Regions from separate parts of the Mus musculus genome. Here regions 1 and 2 are each linked to region 3. The links are chromatin contacts, called in public HiChIP or PLAC-seq maps. All regions are on one chromosome and are shown on one strand. Each heading gives the region's core, a stretch centred on a gene start, on an enhancer-like site or on the middle of the called end of the contact. The rest is flanking DNA. Distances are from core to core; before and after follow the strand shown. Region 1 overlaps Dlgap1 (DLG associated protein 1). Region 2 has its middle 13 kb from the start of Gm41610. Region 3 holds the start of Myl12b (myosin, light chain 12B, regulatory).

What was found. HiChIP or PLAC-seq counts read pairs in DNA pulled down with a chosen protein or histone mark.
Region 1: a contact with region 3 is called in an H3K4me3 HiChIP or PLAC-seq map of bone marrow-derived macrophages, with 2.8 times the contacts expected there. The contact joins the enhancer-like site here to the promoter of Myl12b in region 3. A contact is called at or near these places in 8 of 39 promoter capture datasets (the C10 cell line, cranial neural crest, frontonasal cranial neural crest and 5 more), 5 of 484 Hi-C or Micro-C datasets (the AML12 cell line and embryonic stem cells), 21 of 115 datasets of contacts at active chromatin or transcription factors (the 230-238 cell line, CD8 T cells, acute myeloid leukemia and 10 more) and 4 of 9 other capture datasets (adipose tissue, embryonic stem cells, liver and 1 more).
Region 2: an H3K27ac HiChIP or PLAC-seq map of embryonic stem cells shows a contact between it and region 3, with 14 read pairs. The contact joins the enhancer-like site here to the promoter of Myl12b in region 3. A contact is called at or near these places in 10 of 39 promoter capture datasets (the C10 cell line, cranial neural crest, embryonic stem cells and 7 more), 1 of 484 Hi-C or Micro-C datasets (embryonic stem cells), 28 of 115 datasets of contacts at active chromatin or transcription factors (the 230-238 cell line, the SCID.adh cell line, bone marrow-derived macrophages and 15 more) and 4 of 9 other capture datasets (adipose tissue, embryonic stem cells, liver and 1 more).

Annotation. Positions count from the first base shown.
Region 1 is chr17:70,797,915-70,801,262 of GRCm38.p6, forward strand. All of the region lies in intron 9 of Dlgap1 (DLG associated protein 1), which reads left to right. Gm41609 (predicted gene, 41609) reads right to left here. Exons shown (of 5, transcript NR_168098.1): 3 at 2,073-3,348. Among named protein-coding and RNA genes, the nearest start is that of Gm41609, 6.4 kb to the right of the region's middle. Within about 2 kb of position 1,572, at least 10 of the 459 cell types and tissues checked have an H3K27ac peak or open chromatin away from gene starts, as enhancers often do. A contact at or near this core is called in bone marrow-derived macrophages, where this site is marked.
Region 2 is chr17:70,826,609-70,829,843 of GRCm38.p6, forward strand. No RefSeq gene overlaps it. Among named protein-coding and RNA genes, the nearest start is that of Gm41610, 13 kb to the right of the region's middle. Within about 2 kb of position 1,708, at least 26 of the 459 cell types and tissues checked have an H3K27ac peak or open chromatin away from gene starts, as enhancers often do. A contact at or near this core is called in adipose tissue, bone marrow-derived macrophages, embryonic stem cells and 2 more, where this site is marked.
Region 3 is chr17:70,989,060-70,992,340 of GRCm38.p6, forward strand. Myl12b (myosin, light chain 12B, regulatory) reads right to left here and starts at 1,457. Exons shown (of 4, transcript NM_023402.2): 1 at 1,414-1,457.

The DNA of each region.
Region 1 (3,348 bases), core at 322-2,821, 190 kb before region 3:
GCTGCTGAGCACTGGCTGCTCTTCCAAAGGAGACAATTTTGTTTCCCCACACCCACATTAACTGACAGCCATCCATAACTCCAGGTCAGCACTCTTTCCTCCCCTCTGTAGGCAATGGGCATGCACATGGTATACAGACATACTCGTCGGCCAACATCCATATACATCAAAATAAGATAACTTTTAAAAAAATGGCAGGCACAAATGCAAGAATATGCCTCTTGCCTGGCATATTCAAGGCTGTGGCTTCAATCCCCAGCACCACCACAAATACCAATAACAGTAAATAAACAAGAGAGACATACTTCTTTTACTACAGCTCCAGCCAGTAAGAGAACAGACTCGACAGTATGACAGAGACATGCCATTGATGGCACGTCTATGTGTATATGAGACGTGGCCTCTGCACCACAGATTGGAGAAACAGCCACAAAAATGCATTCTTCAATGCACAGATAATCTCAACTTGAAATTATACAGAGCTGTACTGGTGATAAACCCACATGGCTTTAAAGTAGGAAGATGGACCCCCCTACTCCTCCCAGCTTCTCTCCTTCTTCACCCCAAAAGTCTATAGAAGGGAACATGCCACAGACCACCCCAGCTGGGTATTGGGGGTCCCTGGGATGTGGGTTCTCGAGGCCAGGTGGGTAAGGATTCAGCTGAGACACACAGAAACAAACACAGAGGCAGTGTGAATCTGAGTGTTTTGCAGCTCTCGAGCAAGGGTTTTTACTCCTAGAGAAACAAGTGTTACAACTCTGGAAAGCTGTGTTCAGTGAAGCAGTACAATAGAAGGGACATTGCAATAATCATTTGGTACAGCAAGATACAAAATACAAAATCATTCAAATATTACAACTTCAAAAAGGGTGTTTTCAATAAAGCAGCCAGGTACAACAGACATTACTCTGATCATTTGGTACATCGCAATATAAAAATCACCTAAGGCTAGTGGCAAATTCCCAAGAATAAACTAATGAATATTTATGGTCAGTTACTGTTTAACTGCCAGCTCCTGTTTTCCTGTAAATCTTCAAAGCATAAATTTAAACTGTTTTAATTCTTTTTATTTAAGGCTTTCTTAATATATCAAAACCTACTTCCGATGACACACATGCAACCATATGAAATATTATTGTTGGAGAAGTTTATATTCATCAATGCTATCTTATGCATGATTTGTAAAGCGAAGCCCTGGTTTTCCCGGAGATGAGGGCATGGTTAGTGACTCCATCTCATGGGATGGTTTTGTAGCCATAATACTCGCTTAAGATCTTGGCCTAGGCTATCAGGAACATTTCATATATGGGAAAAGGAATAGAAAACAAAAACAGATAAGTTGCCAAGAGAACTACAGGCTCAATATTTTTTCTCCAGCGAAGAGTTCCACAACCTGTTCCAGGAAACCTCCTCCTGATGAGGTCTATCATCTTAGCCTGTGGAACTTGTCACACAAATTCTACTGCAGGGGGTGTGACAGGAAAGAAATGAGCCAGGAGCTTCAGGAGATGCCTGTGCAGTTAGCCTGTGATTCCAATGACGCATCAGTGATGAACACCCACCCACTCCATGCTGCTTCGGGATTCTGACTTCTGCTTTTTTCTGACCACCAGTCAGGGATGGCACCACCCACAGTGGGCTGGGGCCTCTCCAACTTGATCATTAATTGAGAAAATCCCTTACCGCCTGATCTCATGGAGGCCTTTCCTCAAGGGAGGCTCCTTTCTCTGTGATAACTCCAGCTTGTGTCAAGTTGACACACAAAACCAACAGTACAACTGACCCCTTGTCAGCTTGACACACAAACACATCACTATTAAGTCTCAACGCTTACTTTCTTGTTCATCTCCAAGATCTAAATAACTTTAAAAGTCCCACAGTCTTTACAAATTCTAACATATTAAATTTTCAATCCCTTTAAAATATCCAATCTCTTTTGAAATTCAAAGTCTTTTAACTATAGACTCCACTAAAATACTTTCTTACTTCAAGAGGGAAAAATATCAGGGCACAGTCACAATCAAAAGCAAAATCAAACTCTGACTGTCCAATGTCTGGGACCTACTCACCATCTTCTGGGCTCCTCCAAGGGCTTGGGTCACTTCTCCAGCTCTGCCCTTTGTAGCACGCACCCTGTCTTCTAGGCTCCAACTGCCTGTGCTGCTGCTGTTCTTGGTGGTCATCTCAAGGTACTGGCTTCTCCAAAACACTGCTGTCTTCCAGTAACCTCTCATAGGCTCTCTTCATGGTGCCAAGCTCCTTTGCATGACCCCTTCAGTCCCAGGCCATCAATTGCAACTGAGGCTGCACCTTCACCAATGGCCTTCCATGGCCTCTCACAGTGCCAAGCCTCAGCTGCTTCATGACCCCCTTCTGCCTTCAAAACCAGTATCACCTGGGTGATTGTTACACATTACCAAGTCTAGCTGCAGCACAAGGTACAACCTTGGCTATCTCTGAACACAACTTCTTTGTGCACTCAGAAAACACTTCCCAGATTTCACCTCAATGATGTTGGTCTCTTCTTAATCACTGCTGATTTCTTAGCTCCAGCTAACCAGTACCAATAGTCCCAGTAATGCAAAGGTTTCACTTTAGTAGATCTGGTATCTTATTGATCACAGTTGATTCTTCAGCCCCAGCTAACCAAAACCACAGAATCTTCACAATCAAAACAGCAATGGCCTATGATAAGAGTCTTTAATCTTCCCTCTAAGATTTCAGAAGCCAGGCCTCCATCGTTTGCACACTCACAACATTATCTTCCAAGCTCCTACAGAACATCCCACAGAGCTCTTAACATCCCAATGGCCCTTCTAGCCCAAAGTTTCAAAGTCCTTCCACAGTCCTCCCCAAAACAGGGTCAGGTTGTCATAGGAATACCCAACTATGCTGGTACCAATTTGTCTTAGTCAGGGTTTCTATTCCTGCACAAAACATCATGACCAAGAAGCAAGCTGGAGAAGGGAAGGGTTTACTCAGCTTACACTTATACATTGTAGTCAGGACAGGAACTCACACAGGGCAAGAACTTGGAGGCAGGAGCTGATGCAGAGACTATAGAGCATGCTGCTTACTAGCTTGCTTCCCCTGTCTTACTCAGCCTGCTTTCTTATAGAACCCAGGACTACCAGCCCACAGATGGCACCACCCACAATGGGCTGGTCCCTCCCCACTTGATCACTAATTGAGAAAATACCTTGCAGATGGATCTCATGGAGGCATTTCCTCAACTGAAGCTCCTTTCTCTGTGATAACTCCAGCTGTGTCAAGTAGACACACAAAACCAGCCAGCACAACTGCCTTCTCCATTTCTAACATGGAAATAAAAATGTTTGTTTGGGC
Region 2 (3,235 bases), core at 458-2,957, 160 kb before region 3:
GCTCTCATCAGAACTCTGTGAGGGTGGTCAGGAAGGGCTGGGAGGAAGTAGGCTGACCAATAGGTAAATAAATGCATGAAGAGGTGAGCTTGGGATTTCCCAGCACCCACATGAAAGTTAGTTAGACACACAAATCTATAAAAATGGGGGTAGTGAGGGTAAGAGTAGAACATGTGAATCTCTGAAGCTCACTGGTCAGGCCATGGTAGCCAATCCGTTAGCTCCAGGTACAACTTGAGACCCCGTGTCAAAAAAAAAAAAAAAAAAATGGAGCGAGGGAAGGATAGCAAGGTATATCACCACACACATGTGCACATCACATTGGGTGTGCACCCACATGAGGCCTGATCCCCAACAGCCCCAAAACAAAGCAGAACAAAACGGTGTTTGGAAGGCCAATTGCATTAAACCTGCTGTTGGCAGATTTCCATGCATCTCCGTTTGAAATATCATTTTAGCGTCTGAACCTAAGGGGAAAAGATGAAGCCAAGTGGGGCAGAGTGTGGGGGCTGAGTCGCAAGTGGACAAATCTGACTAGAAAGACAAGCTTATCACACAGGTTGTATTCAAGCTCATGCCAGAGCAAGGGAAGTAGGAACTAGAATATTGTGTCCATGAAGAATTTACCCTCACAGCCGCACCCCAAGGTTTCTCTCTCTCTCTCTCTCTCTCTCTCTCTCTCTCACACACACACACACACACACACACACACACACGGGGCGGGGGGCCGTGGAATGAGTATGTCAATGTAGGTGTCCATTGATGTTAAACATCTGGTTCTTGGGGAGGGTATAGGGGGCTTTGGGGATAGCATTTGAAATGTAAATGAAGAAAATATCTAATAAAAAAAAACAACAAATACAAAAACATCTGGTTCTTTGTCTACATCTTGAACATGCCAACATATATACAGAAAGCTCAGTTTAGTAAGCTCAGTACAGCAGACGACTTCCTATCTAGAAATTATAATTCCCTAAATTCTAATTCTAAATGTTTATTCTCTGAAGACAGTGGGGAGAGTGGAGCCAAGAAATGAACCAGACTAAAGTCTCAGGCGATAGCCATTCAGAGCACATTAGAGAGTTTATACTCTGAGGACGAAGAGACGTTAGTGAGTAATGTACAGAGGCTTAAAAAAAAAAAAAGGGGCTGGTGAGATGGCTCAGTGGGTAAGAACATCCGACTGCTCTTCTGAAGGTCAGGAGTTCAAATCCCAGCAACCACATGGTGGCTCACAACCATCCATAACGAGATCTGACTCCCTCTTCTGGATTGTCTGAGGACAGCTACAGTGTACTCACATATAATAAATAAATAAATATTTTTTAAAATGTACAGAGACGTGGACGGGCCACATAGAGGCAAGGGTGGGCATGGCAGCAAGGATATGGCCATGGCCGGCTGGAGAGATGGCTCAGCAGTTAAGAGAACTGATTGTTCTTCCAGAGGTCCTGAGTTCAATTCCCAGCAGCTATGTGGTGTCTCTCAACCATCTGTAACGGGATCCGATGCCCTCTTCTGGTGTGTCTGAGGACAACTACATAGTGTGCTCATATACATAAAATAAATAAATCTAAAAAAAAAAAAAAAAAGATGGGCCATGGCAGCAAGGACAGGCCAAGGAGGTAAGGCCGGGCCACAGCCACAAGGATGGTGATTAGGAGTTCAGATTGGCGCATGGGAGGTCTGCCTCTTCCATAAAGGACACACCTAGACACCCAATATCCATTACAAAGGAGATTACCCGAGCAGGATGGGGTTGGGGAAAGTTGTGGCTAGCTGAGATTTTTTTGCTGCGGTGGGGTTTTTAAGGAAAAAAAGAAGAGTCTGTGCTAAGGTGAGTTGGTAAATTCTGATTGGACATTGGTCAAATAATGACCTTGATTGTGGGACCTTGTGTTTTGTCTCAGAAAGTAGTCAGTGTGGCCAAATAAGGGAGGAGGCCTTCTTAGGGCCTGGCTTTAGGAATATAATCTAACAGTTTAGCAAGGAGAAGGGAAAGAGCCCAAACCTGTTGGTGCCATGTTTGCTGTGCTCCATCCTGTATTTGTCAAGTTCAGTCCGGCTTGAGCCCTTCAAGGTGCCCTTGGTGGACAGACTGGGCAAGGCCACTTCTGCTCCACAAAACCCCCTTTTTCCATTGCAGGCATAAAAGCCGATTGTAATGAACAATCAGAAGTAAACTGACTCCTGCCAGCTACACCTGGGAGGGGCATGAAAACCCATTCCAAGAACAATTAGTTGTTGGGAAGAAACAAAGGTCACAAGACTCTAGGCTTTTGTGTTTTTGTTTGGCTTGTTGTTAGTTTGGTTGGTTAGTTGGTTGATTTTTCAAGACAAGGTTTGTCTGTTCAGGCCTGGCTGTTCTGAAACTCCCTTTGTAGGCCAGGCTAGCCTCCAACTCAGAGATCCACCTGCCTCTGCCACTGGAGTGCGGGGATTAAAGGTGTGGGCCTCTGGTCTTGTTTTCTTGGAGTGTGCAGGGCCTCAGCTGCAGCTGCTGGCACATCCAACTAGGTTCTCCAGCTCTGACGTCACACCCTCTCCCTCCCAACCCCCCCCCTTAACCCCCCCCCCAACTCACTTAGAAGAAGCAAACCCAATCCCTTTCACACATGCATGAGAAGGGAGCAGGCCTTGTATGGGGTGGCTGTCAGAGAGGCCTGTACCGACTACGCCAAAGTAACCAGAGAGGGCAGTTAGAGTCCAGAGAGGGTGTGCTTTCCATTCAAGCCAAAGGAAAAAAAGAAAAAGCTGATGATATTCGAGAAACAAGGAACTGGGCCACATCCTTCCCCACCACTCCTGTGACTTCCAGTGTTAGCTCAACACTGAGCTAGAGGGAGGGGAGGGCATGGGCTGGAGAGATGACTCGGCAGTTAAGAACACTGACTACTCTTCCAGAGGTCCTGAGTTCAATTCCCAGCACCCACATGGGGGCTCACAGCCATCTGTCTTGGGATCCGATGCCCTCGTCTAGTGTGTCTGGAGACAGTGACAGGGTTGTCATGTACCTTGCATACAATGTATACATATACATTCAAAAGGAAGAGGAGGAGGTGAGCTCAAGACAGGGTCACCATAGGGCCTCTAGCTCTCAGTTCTTCCTAACTTGGAATGTGTTTGGTGAGATACGAGCCGAATGAGGCCAGAAGAGGAGGAAGAACAGTTTTACAGCTTGGATGGGTGTCGCTGTTATAAGAACAAGAAGTGACACTCATACAAGTGGTGAAAC
Region 3 (3,281 bases), core at 207-2,706:
CCTCCTTTGCACATAGTGAGTTCTGATACCCTTTTCTCCTGTGCTTGTGCCAGGTAAGGGGAACTTCAGAGGGAGGAAGGGAAACCTGCTTCGCCCGCCATGTTAAACTTGTCACAGAAGAATCAAAGACGCTGGTAACCGGGGCAGATGAAAGCCATCCCTACACAACTGTATCATTCAACCTTGGGGGAATGGGGATATCGGTCCCATCCCTGGCTTTCCTAACTTTGGCCAACCATTATCACCCAGGGATCTGTCCTTCATAAGCTGCAGCTCAGTGAACAGGTGCCTTTGTGTGTGTGTGTGTGTGTGTGTGTGTGTGTGTGTGAGAGAGAGAGAGACAGAGAGAGACAGAGAGAGAAACAGAGACAGAGAGACAGAGTGAGGAGCAAGTGGATAGAAAAACCCTGGTGGCATCATATGAATTCCTGAAGTGATGTTCCCAGGCAAATGACATCACCTCACTTAAGGGTTTATTGAAGGAGAAAATGCTGTGATATTTCTCTAACACACAGGACTACAGCCAAGCCATCTCTAGAACAAAAGCTGTCAACCCGATTCCCTAAACATCCTTTGTCGTGTTACTTCCTTGTCGTGGGTGACTCCCCAAATCCTCTTACGTAATTTTTCATTTCTCATCGAGTTTTCAGTACACCTCTAAAGAAAGAGGCCTACCTTGGCTAACTAACTACGTTATTTTATTGTATAGGGTCTCGCCTGGGGTCGTGTGTATCCAAGAGCCCTACCCTAACTACCTTCCTCTTTCCCAGCTAGTACTCAGTTATTGTTCTTCTCCCTTCCGGCTGACCACCCGCGCTTCTTGTGCACATAATACGATGCTCATCTTTTGAGCTTTTTGCTCGGTACCTCCTAGCAGAGATCCACCAGTTCATCTTGGATCCCTGGCTCAATATGTTCTCCATTCTTTCCAGCTTTCTTCGAATTGTCCTCTAACAATGAGCTAAATCTTTGCAAGACCTAAGACCCAGTAAGGATTTATGCAAATCAGCCCATTTTAGCATTTGCTAACCAGGAACTCTAGTACCAGTTCCTGGTTTCCTCTGGCAGGAACCATACACCAGCGGGCTTCTCCTCCCCCAACGCGTCTAGAACAGATGCACGCAGTTGCGCTAACACACAGCTTGGACCTGCAGCCTGCAGCCTGCAGCCGCGGCAGGTGCGGGCAGCCGGGCACCAGGTGTCAGTCATCGGATGTCGCAGGCCCAGTGCACACGGTCCCGGGGCCTCGTTCGGCCAGGGTTCGCCAGCACAGGAACCGCGTAGGGCCTCGAACCGAGCCACCTCCGCTCCACCAGCCGATGGTCCAGCCGCCCGCAGGCTCCAGGCGCGGTTGCGCAGCACTAGGGACAGATGCGGCCCGGGAGATGCCCCGCGGGGTCGAGAGCCACTCACCTGACCTGATGCTGCACACCCGAGAGGATCCGACCGGCGACTGCGACCAGCGGAGGTTGGGGCGGGACAGTGGCGGCGCCGCACTTCCGGCCCGGGGGCGGGGCGGAAGGAGCACCGGCGAGCCCGGCGCGACCAACCGTGGCAGGGGGTTGCTGCAAGCGTTTCGAAGACCCGGAGGACCCAGGCAGCCAGCGGCGGAAACTAGCCTGGCTGCACGACCCGACGAACTCAGCCCCTGTAGCCGCGAGTACATATTCCCCAGCTCACTGGCACGGCATCCTCCTGCCGCAGCCGCGCCGGCTTGCTGGTCTCCCCGGCTCCCAGCGCAAGTCCCGCGCCCCTTCCGCATTCCCGAGCCGAGGGCGGAGCGCCAGCGCTGGAATTTGACCCGGGTGGGCTGGGAGCCGCCCTGGTTTGGGGGTCCCCTGGCGCCTGCAGCGGGCAGCCCGAAGTTGCCTGATTTAGCAGAGGGCAGTTGGCCTGGTTAAACTGAGTTTTAGATAAACAATGCTCAAGAGAAGGAATGTAATCCGGAAGAGGGCGGCGGCTGAGCACTCTCCAGTGGGCTCCAGAAACGTTCTCGCTTATTTGAAATTGCACTCCAGCCAGTGGCCTTTACTTTCTCCCCGCCGGGAGGTCATATTCTAGAAGTCTGATCAGAAATTCCGTGTCAGACGGTGGTGGCGACACCTTTGATTCCAGCACTTAGAAGGCTGGGGCAGCATCTCTGTGAGCTGAAGGCCAGCCTGGTCTACAGAGCTTAGTTCCAGGACAGCCACGCTACACGTAGAAAACCACCTCCCTTCCTACCCCACTTCCAAAAGAAATTCCTCCAAGGCAGGAACACTATGGTCTCCAGCACTGAGTATCCGTGTACTTCACAGCAGTCCAGACAATACAAATACAACTTAGGGGCCAGCAAGATGGCTCAGCAGGTAAAAGTGCCTGTTAGCACGCATGACTGAGTTATTTTCTCAGGGCCCACAGAGAACAACCAATTCCTGTAATTTGTTCCTTGAGCCCCGTATGCAGGTACCAGGGAATGTGCAGCCTCCTCCCCAAACTAGTAGATAAAATGTAAAATAAGATAATAATCCTAATAAATTGAGGGTGGCTTTAAATATGCGCTTGAAAAAATCAGGGTCTGGGATTGCGTAGGTCAGAGGTGGAGAATAGGCGCCAGGTGGTACTGATGCTGTATCTTTGATCCTATTTGTCCTCAAAAATCATTGCTTAAATAATTATGTTTCTTATAAAGTTATGGCACTTTCAGGGTTTGTTACATAAGTCTACCACCACTTCCTAGATCCTCACCCTAGGCAATGTAAAATCAGTTAATGAGCAGGATGTGGTGGGCACAGGCCTTTAACCCTGGCATTCCAACGGGTAAACTTAACACAGCAAAAGTCCCTCTCAAAAACCCAGAGTGCGCACAGGGAGGTGGGTCAGTGGCTAAGAGTACTTGCTATGCAAACAAGAGGACTCAAGTTTGAAGTCCCAGCACTCATGTAAGGGCCAGGCTTCCCCTCTTTCCAGGGAACCACAAATCGGCTCCATACATAAACACCCCCCTCTCCCACATTTCCAATTTCTGTAGCAAACGAAGGAAGCGCTCCTATTTCAAATGAGGAAGATGACATTTTAAAACAACCTGGCCACATGAGGGCGGGCGCAGATCCACTTGGGTACCAGGTGGGGTTTGGTTAACCACACCCAGCTCCAGATAGACTAGACGCTGCTTTTTATCATAAAGGGACCATTATGAACAGCATGAATTCATTTTATAAATGAATAAATAGGTCAACAAAGAATAAGTAGCTTCGGGGACTGGAGAGATGGCTCAGCGGTTAAGAGCTCTAACTGCTCTT